Regions from separate parts of the Pan troglodytes genome. Here region 2 is linked to region 1. Evidence: chromatin contacts called from public Hi-C data. All regions are on one chromosome and are shown on one strand. The core of a region is the stretch at or near the end of the contact, and the rest is flanking DNA. Distances in the headings are between cores, read along the strand shown. Region 1 overlaps SPPL3 (signal peptide peptidase like 3). Region 2 holds the start of SPPL3 (signal peptide peptidase like 3).

What was found. Hi-C and Micro-C count contacts between places; a contact is called where the count stands out from the background.
Region 2: a contact with region 1 is called in a Hi-C map of stem cell-derived neural progenitor cells, with 1.9 times the contacts expected there. The contact joins the promoter of SPPL3 here to the enhancer-like site in region 1. A contact is called at or near these places in 1 of 7 Hi-C or Micro-C datasets (stem cell-derived neural progenitor cells) and 1 of 1 datasets of contacts at active chromatin or transcription factors (stem cell-derived excitatory neurons).

The regions. Positions count from the first base shown.
Region 1 is chr10:127,577,535-127,584,176 of NHGRI_mPanTro3-v2.0_pri, forward strand. SPPL3 (signal peptide peptidase like 3) reads right to left here. Exons shown (of 11, transcript NM_001246615.1): 11 at 6,340-6,642. Among named protein-coding and RNA genes, the nearest start is that of ACADS, 40 kb to the left of the region's middle. Within about 2 kb of position 3,552, at least 9 of the 24 cell types and tissues checked have an H3K27ac peak or open chromatin away from gene starts, as enhancers often do. A contact at or near this core is called in stem cell-derived neural progenitor cells, where this site is marked.
Region 2 is chr10:127,717,730-127,724,443 of NHGRI_mPanTro3-v2.0_pri, forward strand. It overlaps SPPL3 (signal peptide peptidase like 3), which reads right to left and starts at 2,953. Exons shown (of 11, transcript NM_001246615.1): 1 at 2,627-2,953. The coding sequence starts at 2,649.

The DNA.
Region 1 (6,642 bases), core at 2,302-4,801:
CATCAGCTCCTTCATCAGCGACTTTTGGGGAGGGTCATGGGTCATCCCACCAGTTATTGATCTGCTTCATCAGACGGTGCCTCAGCCGTGATTGCTTCACTGTGTCCTGGAGGACTGAGAATTTTCCAAATGCGTGGCTGGAATCTCCTCTTACACTCTCTCTAGTCTGGCTACTGTCCCTCTCCTATTCAGTGGACTGACCTGAGCCAAGTGGCTTAGAATGACACTGTTTTAACACAGGATAGGAGTTTGGCCCATGAGTCTTTTTTTTTGAGAAGGAGTCTCGCTCTGTCACCCAGGCTGGAGTGCAGTGGTGCGATCTCGGCTCACTGCAACCTTCACCTCCCAGGTTCAAGCGATTCTCCTGCCTCAGCCTCCCGAGTAGCTGGGACTACAGCCATATGCCAGCACACCTGGCTAATTTTGTATTTTTAGTAGAGACGGGGTTTCTCCATGTTGGTCAGGCTGGTCTCGAACTCCCGACCTCAGGTGATCCACCCACCTCGGCCTCCCAAAGTGTTGGGATTACAGGCGTGAGCCACCGAGCCCGGCCCTGGCCCATGAGTCTTTTGTTCCAAGGGTGTTCAAGAAAAACCTAAAGATGTATCAACTAATACAGGCCCACAAAAGACTGACAGAATGGGAGCTTCACAGTGTAGTAAACTTTTCCCTCAAAACAAGCAGTAAGACTTTAAAGTACACTGAAGTTAAAGAGGGCACATGTAGTGTTTATTATGGAAAAAAAAAAAGTACAGAAAAATAAAAACATCAACACTAGTTTGTGTGCAGAATCTGGGTAGAGGTTGATCTTCTTGGCCTTAAGAAGCCAAAATGAGGAACTGCATGGGCAGGGTCACCCACCATCCCCCTCTGCATATGGAGCTTTGTGCTAAGGCTTTCAGTGTGTAGAAGAAAATTTCAAGACCCTGGGTGGGGGAAATCACCCCTCAGCAGAGGGGAGAGAACCAGTATTCCTAATGATGAACCGGGAGCTGTGGTGGTTTGAATAATGACATTGTACAGATCTAATGATTTTAACTGTATTCCAACTCTCTGAGCATTGTGTGTGAAATATATGAGAACACAGTAAACCAGAAGAGCGCCTCATATTTACTCAATACTTTCTATGAGGCACCTTCATCCCCATTTCAGATGAAGCAGCTCAGACTCAGGGGGCTCCGTCCCTAACCAGAGCCCCATGGTGGCTGTGTGGGGGATGCGCATGACAAACGCCTTCACACTCAGAGCACCACGGAGCAGTCTTCCTCCTGCCTCTCACTGGCCAGGTCATCTCGCACACTCTGCAAGGCTTTACATCACTGAAGGCTTTTTTTTTTTTTTTGGCTTTAGCTGCTCTATTGGCTAGAACAACTCTTCTTCCCCAATTTCTTCTGTTATCTATTTTGGCAATTCATTGTTCAGGTTAAGAAGTGTGGAGTCACTGTGGAGTCCCCAACCCCTGCATCGAATCTGGTAGCAAGTTCTGTTCTTCGCATCACCCTAGTCCAGGCCATGGTCTCTCTCACAGCGACTGCCCCGGGCAGAACGCCTACACTCAACAGGGGAGGGCTGCGGGAAGTGCCAGGAGGCACAAGGGAAGGAGGAAAGGTGGGGCCGGGGCTCCTGGCCGGATGGTGGTCTTGGGGAGGGTGGCACTGCATTCTATCCGCCGGCAAGGCCACGACTCATCCGTGCCATGCTTCGTCATCTTAGTTCCTCCCTGCACTAGCAAGCGCTCAGCCTCTTTCTCTGAAATTGGTTTCCGCCTTCCCCGGGGAGCTGTCACAGGATGTGTTACTGTCTGCCTGGGGATAAAAGCCCCATCAAGGCACGACAGCAACCGCAGGTGTGAGGAAATTCAATCTCCAATGGCAAAGGCTCAAACACAAAAGCTAGAAGCTCACGTGGTGGCTACACTCCAGCAGCTCCAGGTGGGCAGAGTGAAAGGTGGCAGTAGCAGGCTGACAGGTGGTCCGCCTGGAGAGAGGCTCTCTGGTGAGACAGAGCAACTGGTGTCGGGATCCCGGGGCTGGATCGCTTGTCTTCAGACATTTGGTTGAATGCAGTGACCATCGTGCTGTCCCTCTCTGTCTCTGTCCTGTGGACACCCACTTCCTGTCTCCCATTCCTCACAAGCGCAGGCCTGCTGCCCACTGCCTGGCGGCTTCCCCACTCCCAGTCTCTCAAGTCTTGCTTCCTCTGCCTAACTGGTTCCCATTCCTGTCATCTTTGGATCTGGTGAGAATCCCAGGACTCCACGGGGGCTGGAGACAGCTCGTGGGCTTAGCTATTTTCAAACCTTCAGAGCCTCTGTTCGCCTGCAGACAGGTGGCATGTTTTACAGGTTCTACTCAACAGGAAGAAGATGTCTTGGAACTTAAGAGAAAAACTGGTTAGGCAGACTCCAAATGAAAGGAACCAGAAGCGAAGCGGAGTCTGCCGCATGAATTCTTAAGAACTCAGGTTATCTAGGAAATCTACCGCACGCTAAAGTGCTCCTCCGTAAGTGCTGCAGAGTTAGAATCTTCACAGCCTCCCTGCAGGATGTTTGTATCAAGCACCTGCTAACCACTGGCCCCGTGCGGTAAGACTTCCGAAACCTGTAGTGACGAAAGATCATTGCGCTTGGGGCTGTAGGCTTTCGCTTGTCTTCAGACATTTGGTTGAATGCAGGCCTGTGCCCACCAGGAGCACTGGGCTTCTCCTACGCCAACTTGCTTCTCAGCCTTCTCTTCGTTGGCACATCCCGTCCAGTGATACAGGATCCCCAGCCCAAGCCTCTGCTATTTACAGCAAGGCCCAGAGTTACGGAGAGAAGGCTGTGGATTCTACTCTTGAACGCACTGTGGCATCCCTGCGTGACCTTGTGTGGGAATGGCTGCCACACCCCCTCCCCACAAGCCAAGCATGCTAAAGCGAGCCCTGCACAGACCGCAGGAGTGGGGGTTCAGGATGTCTGGTTTTGTTCACTGGGGGGCCCAGTGCCTCAAGCTTCACTGAAACATGACTGATTGCCTCTAACGGACAGGAAAGGGCTCTGGATTTCAAGGGAAAGGCTGAGGAGGAAACAGATGATGGCTGGAGCGGGAAGAATTTTGTGATGGGAGAGGCTCCGCACATGAGACAGTTGGAATCTGAACCTGCAGAAATTTGAGTTTAGAGTTTTGCAGATAGAAAGCAACCTATACATTGCAGGGAATAGGAATAATTTCTGGATTAAAAAGTCTTACCTGGTTTATCCCTTCCAGAAAGAGGAAGATGCTTGAGTTGGATGACTCGATCTGCAGTGCTTCAGCTGACACGTGTTAGCAGCCATTGTTCTAGAAATGATTTCACTGTTGGAAACTGCTGAAGAAATGTGATTCGGTGAAGTGGGGGAGGCTGTCCTGGCCACTGTGCACTGAAGACCAGAAAGAGACCGAGATGGCTTCCTTCTGAGCCTGTACCGCTGACACAGCTCTGTAGAGAAGGGGGTTGTATAAATGATGTCCCTAAGGCATGTACTCCCATGTATAGACACGAGTGCTGCATTCCCAGGCTCTGACGTAAACGCTAGGCTTTACAAAACAGAAACGTACACACAACATGGGATCTGGTGAGCAGTAACGTGAGAGCTGCTAAGCAGACACAGCAGGTTCTATTTTTAACACTTGATTGGCAAAATGGAACTCCCTTCCCCTCCACCCTCACAGAGAACGAGTACTTTTGTTTTTCTTGTGGGTGACCTAACTTACCTGTTTACCCAAGGCCTGTGAGCCTGCTACAAAAGTAATTCAGACAGTAGCTTAGTCCCAAGCCACCGAACCGTTCCTATGCGGGGAGCTGTCACTGTCACATTCAGAAAGCGTATGCACTGTAATAACAGCAATGGAACACACTAGGCTTTGGACAGACTTTACTGTCATATCTTCATTAGCTCAAACTAGAAAAAAGAGTTATTAAAAAGCGGGAGTTCTAGTAACACACAGTCTGTCTCTTTGTGAGGAAAAAGGACTTCAGATCAGTGAGGAAGGAATCTGCTGAAATTTCATGAACATGCCATGCCTAATGCAGCAGACTTCCTAGAAAACCCCTAAACCATGGTATTTGAGAAAACAGAATAAGAGGCAGACCTAAGTGTATCAGGCAGCGGGGAGCAAACGAGCACTGGAAGGGAAGTCTAATGTGTGCTTTAACTGCAGCCCACCCACTCAACCCTCCGAGACGAGTAGAGTATTTGCTGTTTCTCTGCCAAAGTTTTAAGGGAGTGTTTTAAGGGCTTTGAAGATTAGCAACTGGAATCCAGGGTGCATTCACAACCCTGTGTGGGTATTTCCCCCCAAAACCTGCACAGAAGTGAGAATGACAAAATAACGACGTTCCTTCTGTCTGGAATTTAATTTTCTTATGAAAACAAAGACAGAAAAATTAAAATGACCCACTGCCAGGATAACATTTTTTTTTTTTTTTTTTTGAGATGGAGTCTCACCCTGTCGCCCAGACTTGAGTGCAGTGGCGCAATGTCTGCTCACTGCAACCTCCGCCTTCCAGGTTCAAGCGATTCTTCTGCCTCAGCCTCCCAAATAGCTGGGATTACAGGCACCTGCCACCATGCCCAGCTAATTTTTGTCTTTTTAGTACAGACGGGGTTTCACCATGTTGGCCAGGCTGGTCTCGAGCTCCCAACCTTGTGATCCACCTGCCTCGGCCTCCCAAAGTGCTGGGATTACAGGCATGAAGGATAACGTTATTTCTACCCATCACTGGCACTTGCCCTTAATCCTATTTCTACCCATCACTGGCACTTGCCCTTAATCCGAGTCATTTTGGAGCCCCCCTCCCTGTCTCTGGGCCTGCTTAATTAGCTATATGCATCCTCGAGGGCTGAGAAGGAAGGAAGGGAGAGTCCGCAAGTGGATTTTTAGTCTTCACCCAATGCAGAGGCAGTTTTGAGTTCTGTGGACAGCAGAAGCTTCAGTTCTTTGATGTATCTATGACTGGGCCAGAGCTGCAGGTGACCAGGTCTGGGGACAGACAGAGTCTTCCCATCAGTCTTCCAGAACAGGGAGGAGATGGCTGGGAGCTCTGTTTGGTACCAACAACCAAAGTGAAGATTATGTGACAAAGGCTACAAAGGAGTCATTTATTAAAAACAAAACCCTAGAAACCCCTCAGCAGGAATTGATGACAACAACAGAGGAATCCAACACCCTGACTGCTTCAGACTCTGTTGGCAACAGGATGGGTGCCCCCTGTGAGCTCGATCCACCGTGACTTCAAGCCGCAGTGACACAGCACACTAGTTCATTACACAGGTCAAGACAGAGGCAGCCACTGGGGCGGGGACCCTTGGGGAGAGGCTGGAACTCAGGGCCCTTCTCCAGCCTTTGTTGTCAGGCATCCTCATGCCAACCGCAGGCTTCTCTTTGCCTCTGAACAATGGGCACCTTCTTACCAGGCAGGGGCTGCTTAGGTAAAGGTCAGCAGACCTAACACTAGTTACTCCCAGAAATCTGGGCTTGCAGCAGAGACCACAGCACAGGGCCAGGCTCTCAGGACAGAGCAGCTGGTTCTTTCCCCAGTTACTGGAATTTAGGGCCCATCTCAGAGGGGCATTTGACATGTGTCCCCAACACCCGGTTGTCACCACAGGTAAACCAAGACTATAATCACAACAGCAAGGACAGGATTGTGTTGCTTTTTTCCTTTTTTTTTTTCTTAAAGGAGTGAGGGCATGGAAAATATACAGCACACCAATGAAACAAAATGTCAAAAAAAAATACAAAAAAATAGAAAATAGAAAAATGTATTTACAAGTAGTACATTACTATGATGAGAAAGCACAAAGACACCTGCTGCTATAATACATGCATTGGCTCGAGAAGAAACTACGGAACACCCTGCGAGGGAGAAGCCTAGAAAAGAAAGAAAGGGCCAAAAGGTTTGAACTCTTCATCCCTAATTTGCTACACTGATCAAAACCAAGTAAGGGCTCCTGAAGTCCATGAGTCTATCATCAATCAGCACAAATGCTATATACTGGTTTGTAACTGCGGGGTCAGTCGTGAAGGGGAAGGACAGCAGCTTATCCATATACAAGGAAGCCACAGTAAACTGCTCGACATGCTCAAAACGACAGCAAGCCCCTGTCAGCTACACAGCGTGATCTTAGCAGGATTTCATTTTTGTTTATTCATATATATCTATGTGTGTGTTTATATATATATATGTACGTATGTATAAAAACCGTGCCCTTGTTCACTGCCAACACAACATCTGGGTGGACATGAACTCATTACAACAAATTCTTATGTGGATGTTGTAAGAAGTCACTCAATGTCTGTGGATTTAATAAGTCACTTCACACCACAGAAAATATTTAATAAATCCAAAAAAAGGAAAGAAGAATATAACGACAGAAGAGCTTCTGTCTCAGTTCTCTGAAACTGAGTCCCCCATAGGAAACTGGTCCCAAAGTTCTCGAGGGGTCATTGAAGAAACTTCGGTTTGCTAATTTTTTTCATCCTTTTAGTGTTCAAAAGTTCTAGAAAGACTCCTCGCTGTTTTCAGTTTTTAAACAGTCAAATCTCCATCTCCCCCACAAGGTAACAGTCTGGTGCAGATCCATAAAAACGTGGGAGGAAGGCGCGCTGGGGAGAGGCC
Region 2 (6,714 bases), core at 1,703-4,202, 140 kb after region 1:
TATAGTTCCTTATTTTATTATATTATTAGTCAGTTGAATCAGGAACAACTATTAAATAGGAAGCTGTGGCCGGGCACGGTGGTTCACGCCTGCAATCCCAGCACTTTGGGAAGCCGAGGTGGGCAGATCACTGGGTCAGGAGTTTGAGACCAGCCTGGCCAACATGGCCATGGCCCCATCTCTACTAAAAATACAAAAAAAAGCCGGGCATGGTGGCATGTGGCTGTAGTCCCAGCTACTCGGGAGGCTGAGGCATAAGAATTGCTTGCACCCGGTAAGCGGAGGCTGCAGTGAGCCGAGATGGCGCCACTGCACTGCAGCCTGGGTGACAGAGCAAGACTCCGTCCTAAAAAAAAAAAAAAAAAAAAAAAAAAAAAAAAGGAAACTGCCCGCTTTCCCCAGTCTCCCCTTATATGCCACCCTCTCTCCAGATGATGTAAAAATTTTCTTCATCTCAAAACCTGCCAAAGGTTGAGGGGCTAAGCTCCCCGATTTCAAGGAGTTTCTTTGCCTGTAAAGCAAACAGAGCTGACATTGAAGGAAGTATTTTAGTAGAATAAATTTGTAAATTGTCAAACTTCACAAAGTAATCCCTCCTTAATAGAGCCAACTAATGTCAGAGAGAGGTCGTGTGTGTCCAACCTACCTAGTAAAACATTTTCATTTTCCCCATTTCTTGAGCACTGCGTTTTCTATTCTTTCAACCATCCAGGGCCTCTGTACAGCACAGTAAAAACAGCAAAGCAGCCATTAGGACTCTCAGGGCCACAGCCATTAGGGCCAGAGTATGAGAAGCTCAAGATGAGTAACCACAAGGCATGACAGAAACACCTTTACCTTCATTTCTTACTCTGTCCAGAAGGAAGCTGAAATTGTAATCTTGTGTTCCCTATGACCTGCTACTGAAAGGCAGCTGTCACGCAAAACTATGAAATTAGCTTAAACCTCTTTTTAGAGCACGTGTTCACCAAGATTTTAATTCTTCCTTTAGGGTTACTTTGTCTCTCAGTTACCTTCTTCTTGAGATTGCACATACATCAATGAAGTTCTCTTAAGAATTATCATCTTCAATCCCCAACTCCCTTTCTCTATGTGAAGACTCAATGAGTTACCGACTTATAACCTCTAACATATAAATAATCCACTCAAAGTCTTCTACCTAAAACCATTCCTTATTTTCTGATATTACCCATTTCTTAGATGTTTCTCTAGGATAATCATAATTAATGTAGTAAGATCTGTGGCACTTCAGTTTGCCAAGTGCTTTCTAAATGTACTCACTTAATCCTTACAGGCTGTGGAAAAGGTAATTCCCTCTATTTTATAGGTAAGGAAAAAGGACCGAAGAACTCACTACTATGTCGTATCAACAAAGCAAGTTGGTGGCAAACCGGACCTCCGAAATAGGTCTTCCAACTCCACACGCCATGCTCGTCCCATTCTATTATGCTCTTTTCTAAGAAGGGAATGTCTACAGTTCTGTCCCAAACCACATTTGCTTCAAGAGTAAACCATCTTCAAACCATTTCTCTAAATTACAATCAGGTCCCCCACTCCTACAATCATGCCATTTCTTGCTTCCTCACTCTCCAGCTATGACTTCCTTCTCACTACCCTATTTCCACTCTTCATGGATACTGCCATCATTCCTTCAACCCGTCCTGCAAATATCCCACCTCTACATGCTAAAGGGAGACCCCTCATGTTCCTTCCCCCAAACCCTGGCACTCCCTTCTCCGGATATGTAGGTTGTCACCCCATAAACTACACAGTAGCTTCTCGCTTCTCGGCCCTTAACGAGCTACTTACTAACTTTAAAAGCCCCACAGAAATGAACTTAACTTGCAGGTCCTCCACCTCCACACTTGGCCCTGGGCGCCATTCCTCTGAAAATAATAGTACCAACCCTTACAAAGACTCTGCCCATGCCCCACTGTCACCAACGAATTCCTTTTCCAGAAGGAAAAGGAAACAGGTTCTTCAGGCTCCTCTTCCAACCTCTTCACCAGTGACTCCCCTCCAAGGTTCGTGGACTCTCCCCCCGCAGTTTTCCTCCCCTCACTCCCGGGCCTCTGCCCACCTCACCAACTCTCCCTGCGCTCCCTGTCCCAGAGCCAAGCGGCGGCCCCGCAGCTGCGGCGGCTGCTCCACTCTCCCAACTTAGAAGTTCTGCCTCTATCACCTGTTCTCACTAGAGCTTCCTCTCAGCCCAGCGGCCCACCTTTGCCCTGGCCTGCCTCTCTCCACCCCTTCGAGTCCTCCTGGCCAGGAAACACCCCCACGAGTCAGTTCCGGGGTGCCTGTCGGATTCAACTTCCCATCCGTGGGATTCCCACCCCCGGGGTCATGCTCCCCTTCTCCATCACCTGCTCCGCCCATAGCCAGATGACATCCGCCGCTGCCTCCTCCTCCATTCCCCTTCTCGGACGCCAGGTCCCCGGCCACTCACCGCCCTCCGTGCGCGCCAGCCGCCCCCTCCGGTGGGGAAGAGGGGGGCGTGCACCCCAACCCGCGCCCCCCCCCCACGACACGCACCTGTTCTTCCTCCTCTTCCCCTCGGCGGGCCGCGCCGGCGCCCCGACCCCCACCCTTGCCGCCTCCCGGCCTCCCGGAGCCCCGCACTCACCACGAGTAGGTCTGCTCCGCCATGGCGCTGCCTCTCGTGGGCTCCGCTGCAGGCTGTGGCCGGGCCCGGCGGCGGCGGGCTCGCTCGGGCCGTAGCTGAAGGCGCGGCCGGGGTCCGGTGCTTGCTTGCTCGCTCGCTGGCTCGCTGGCTGCACGGCGGGCCGGGAAGGCGGCTGGCGGGGAGAGGCCGGGCTCCGAGGCGGCCCCGCTCCCTGGGCCCCGGGGCGGGGCGGGCTCCGCTCTCGGCCTCCCTCACCCGCGGCGGCGGCGGCGGCTCCGCTGCAGCTCCAAACCCAACATGGCGGCGGCGGCGGCGCGGAGAACAAGGGGGCCCTGGGGCGGGCGAACGGCAAGACGGGCCCGCGCTCACTGCGCGCGGGGCCGCGGGAGCGCCGCGCTCGGGCGGCGGCGGCGGCGGCCGGGGGACATGGCCGGCGGGCGGAGGCGGCGGCGACTGAGGGGGGCGCTAGGCGATGAGGCGAGGCCACTCGATCACACCCGCCGAGGGGAGGAGGGGCGGGGGCGGGGGCGAGCCTTGGCCCCGCGCGGGTCACGTGCCCAAAACACGCTCACGTGATGCGCGCCCCGCCCCTCGAGCCGGGCCCATGCGCGGAGACGTCGGCTCCTGGGTTCTAGGCGGCTGCTGCTCGCACAGCCGGAGCTGTTGGGCCGCCTCCGCTGCCTGGTGCCGCCCCCCTCCCCACGCGGAGATGTCGCCTCGGGTACCCTCTTCCGCCCCTCTCCGAGGGGCTGCTGCACCAGCCAATCGGGAACCCCGATGCGCGTCTGTTGGCTGCCACTCAGCTGTCAACCGTCAGTCAACAGTCTGCTGGCCACGGGCCCCCCAACTGTCAGTCAACCTGTCAGTCAACAGGCAGAGGGCTGCATTCCTTCGTTCGTATGTTCCTTGGTTCATTCATTCAGGTAGCAAATATTCCAGGCAGCCAACCTTTACTGCGCCCAGGCCCGGCACCAAGTCGAATACCCCACGCTTGCCTTCACAGAATCAATCAACAGATATTTGTTGGGTGCCAACCATGTGTCAACTCACTCTGCCTTCCTAGAGCTTACATTCTAAAGGAAGAGACATAGTCCAAGCCCACAAATAAGATAATTACAGATGCTAAGTTTTACAAAAACACATTTTGTAACACAAGGTGAGGGGACAGAGAGTGAGCAGAGGTGTGGGTTACTTTAGATAGGGTGGTCAAGGAAGGCCTCGCTTAGGAGGTGACATTTGAGCTGATATTGAATGATGACAGAGAGCTGGCCTTGCAAAGATCCACAGGAAAAGAGTTCCTGGCCGAGGGAACAGCAAGGGCAGAAGGCTCAGGAAACCGTCCATTTGGAGGTCTGAAAACCGGCACAGAAATAAACACGGTAGAGCTAGACCAGAGACCAACAGAGTGAATCTGGAGCTTAGAGGGAGAGAGAAGAGAGAGATTAATTGAGGCACCAGGTACTGCGGAATGCTTCCCCAGGAGTGGATGAGGCCGTCTGAAAGGGTGAGAGGCTTATCAAAGAAAAGCCATTCTTTTGGCCGGGCGCGGTGGCTCACGCCTGTAATCCCAGCACTTTGGGAGGCCGAGGTGGGTGGATCATGAGGTCAGGAGATCGAGACGATCATGAGGTCAGGAGATCGAGACCATCCTGGTTAACACGGTGAAACCCTGTCTCTACTAAAAATACAAAAAATTAGCCGGGCGTGGTGGTGGACGCCTGTAATCCCAGCTACTCAGGAGGTTGAGGCAGGAGAATGGCGTGAACCCCGGAGGCAGAGCTTGCAGTGAGCCGAGATTGCGCCACTGCACTCCAGCCTGGGCAACAGCGAGACTCTGTCTCAAAAAAAAAAAAAAAAAAGAAAAAGAAAAAAAAAAAGAAAAGGCATTCTAGAAAGAAAGAATGGCATGAAGTAAGGCCCAATTCCTGGTGAGCTTGAATCCGAGAGTGGGATGGGTGATTTGTGCTGGAGTGTTGAGAAAATGTACCGAGAAGGTGCACTGAGGCCAGACTTTGAGGGCCCAGCTAAGCCTCCCTGCCAGTTACTGTGTTCATGAATAAAAATGATTAACCAGTGCAGCTTCAGAATTTAGAAACATGCCTGGGCAACAGATACACTAACCCTCCTGGACACCCCTCCACCCCCACCCTTCACCCCCCTGTTTCTCTGCAGAAGGCGAAACTCACACACCTGAAACCAACGTACTCAAGCTTCTCTGCAGCTTGCCCAACTTTAGGCCAGAATTTAGCTCTGCTCCAGTTTCCCAGGGCCTGCCCAGGCTTACAGGGAACACCACACCCTGAATCTATCTCCAAATGGATCAGTTGGCCATTGCCCATACATCTGCCGCTTGCCTGTTCCCCAAGGGAAACCCTTTAAAGAGAAAGCCAAGTACACTTTCCCTTCAGAAGCAAAGCTCTCCTTCCTTATTCCCCCACTGCCAGGTGCCAGGACCAGTTAGGTTCCAAGTGTTTCCTCCAAAGCTCTATCAGAGAGCCCTGGGAAAAGGCTCACTGATGAGATTGAGGTCCAGGCCAGGCGCGATGGCTCACGCCTGTAATCCCAGCACTTTGGGAGGCCAAGGCGGGTGGATCATGAGATCAAGAGGTCGTGACTATCCTGGCCAACGTGGTGAAACCCCATCTCTACTAAAAATACAAACATTCGCTGGACGTGGTGACCTATGCCTATAGTCCCAGCTACTTGGGAGGCCTGAGGCAGTAGAATTGCTTGAACCGGGGAGTGGAGGTTGCAGTGGGCCTAGATCACGCCACTGCACTCCAGCCTGGCGACAGAGTGAGACTCCGTCTCAAAAAAAAAAAAAAAAAAAAAAAGATCGAGGTCCAGGGGAGGGTTTGAGGCAGGGCAACAAGAAAATATCAAATCACCAGGGACCCTTAGTCTCACTATTCACAAGAAGACACCGGCCTGCAAAGATCTGTCCAGCCATAAACCCACCAGATGCAGGGATATTAAGGGGAGATGAGAAGGCAAAGGGGCTAAATTCTTTTTTTAAAAATTTTTTAAATTTAATTACTTTTTTTGTTTGTTTTTGAGACAGAGTCTTGCTCTGTCACTCAGGCTGGAGTGCAGTGGCGTGATCTCAGCTCACTGCAACCTCTGCCTCCCAGGTTCAAGCAATTCTGCCTCAGCCTCCCAAGTAGCGGGGATTACAGGCGTGCGCTACCACATCCAGCTAATTTTTTATTTTTAGTAGAGATGGGGTTTCACCATGTTGGCTAAACGCCTCAAACCCCTGGCTTCAAATGATCTGCCCACCTCGGCCTCCCAAAGTGCTGGGATTACAGGCATGAGCCACCGCGTCCGGCCAGGGGCTAAATTCTTGACATTCATTTAGCTCTCACAACGTTGCCAAGTGCTTTTACATAAAGCCAACTGTGTCCTTGAACGTGACGCAGTCATTCTGAGTTTCAAAGGGGCACAGAGTGAGGCTTAGGTCCCATGGGAAAGGCCAGAAGCCGTTGGAAGTGGCTTTGGGTGATGCAGAAGCTTTTTCTTTGGAGAGCTAAGAACAAAACAGACCAGACATGTCACTTTTGAAACAAAAATGCCACGCTGAGCCTCTGGGCGATTCACTTGGGCTTTGGTTCCCAGTGAGTCATAGAAGTCAAAGCCAAGTGGAAAGTTGGTGTTGGATGAATGAAACGGGAGCTGCTAGAGTAGGAAAGTCAAGGCCTTCCCAGAAGCAAAGGGACCATTCTTTTCAGTGGGAAAAATCTGGTGGAAGAAAGGAGGGAGAAGGGGTTTGGTGAAGGTGTGGTGAATGAGGAGAGGTTTTCTTCTCTCTGTCTGAACCAGAGACCTCCGAAGTGTTTCTTGAGGAAATGTGGCTGCAGACCCTATAAGAAGCTACACAGCACTTGCCAGGGCCGGGACGATGTCCAGGCCATGGAAACACCATGTACCTGGTCCCAGGAAGATGAAGTGTGGGCCCAGAGACTAATGGCTTGAGCATCTCAGGCTAAGGTTGCCGAGAAGTAGACAGCACCTCTAGATCCTAGTCAACATCTCTACAGGCTTGAAGTCTCCCCAGAGGGCAAGGTTGGAATAAATCTGAAGCCTGTGGC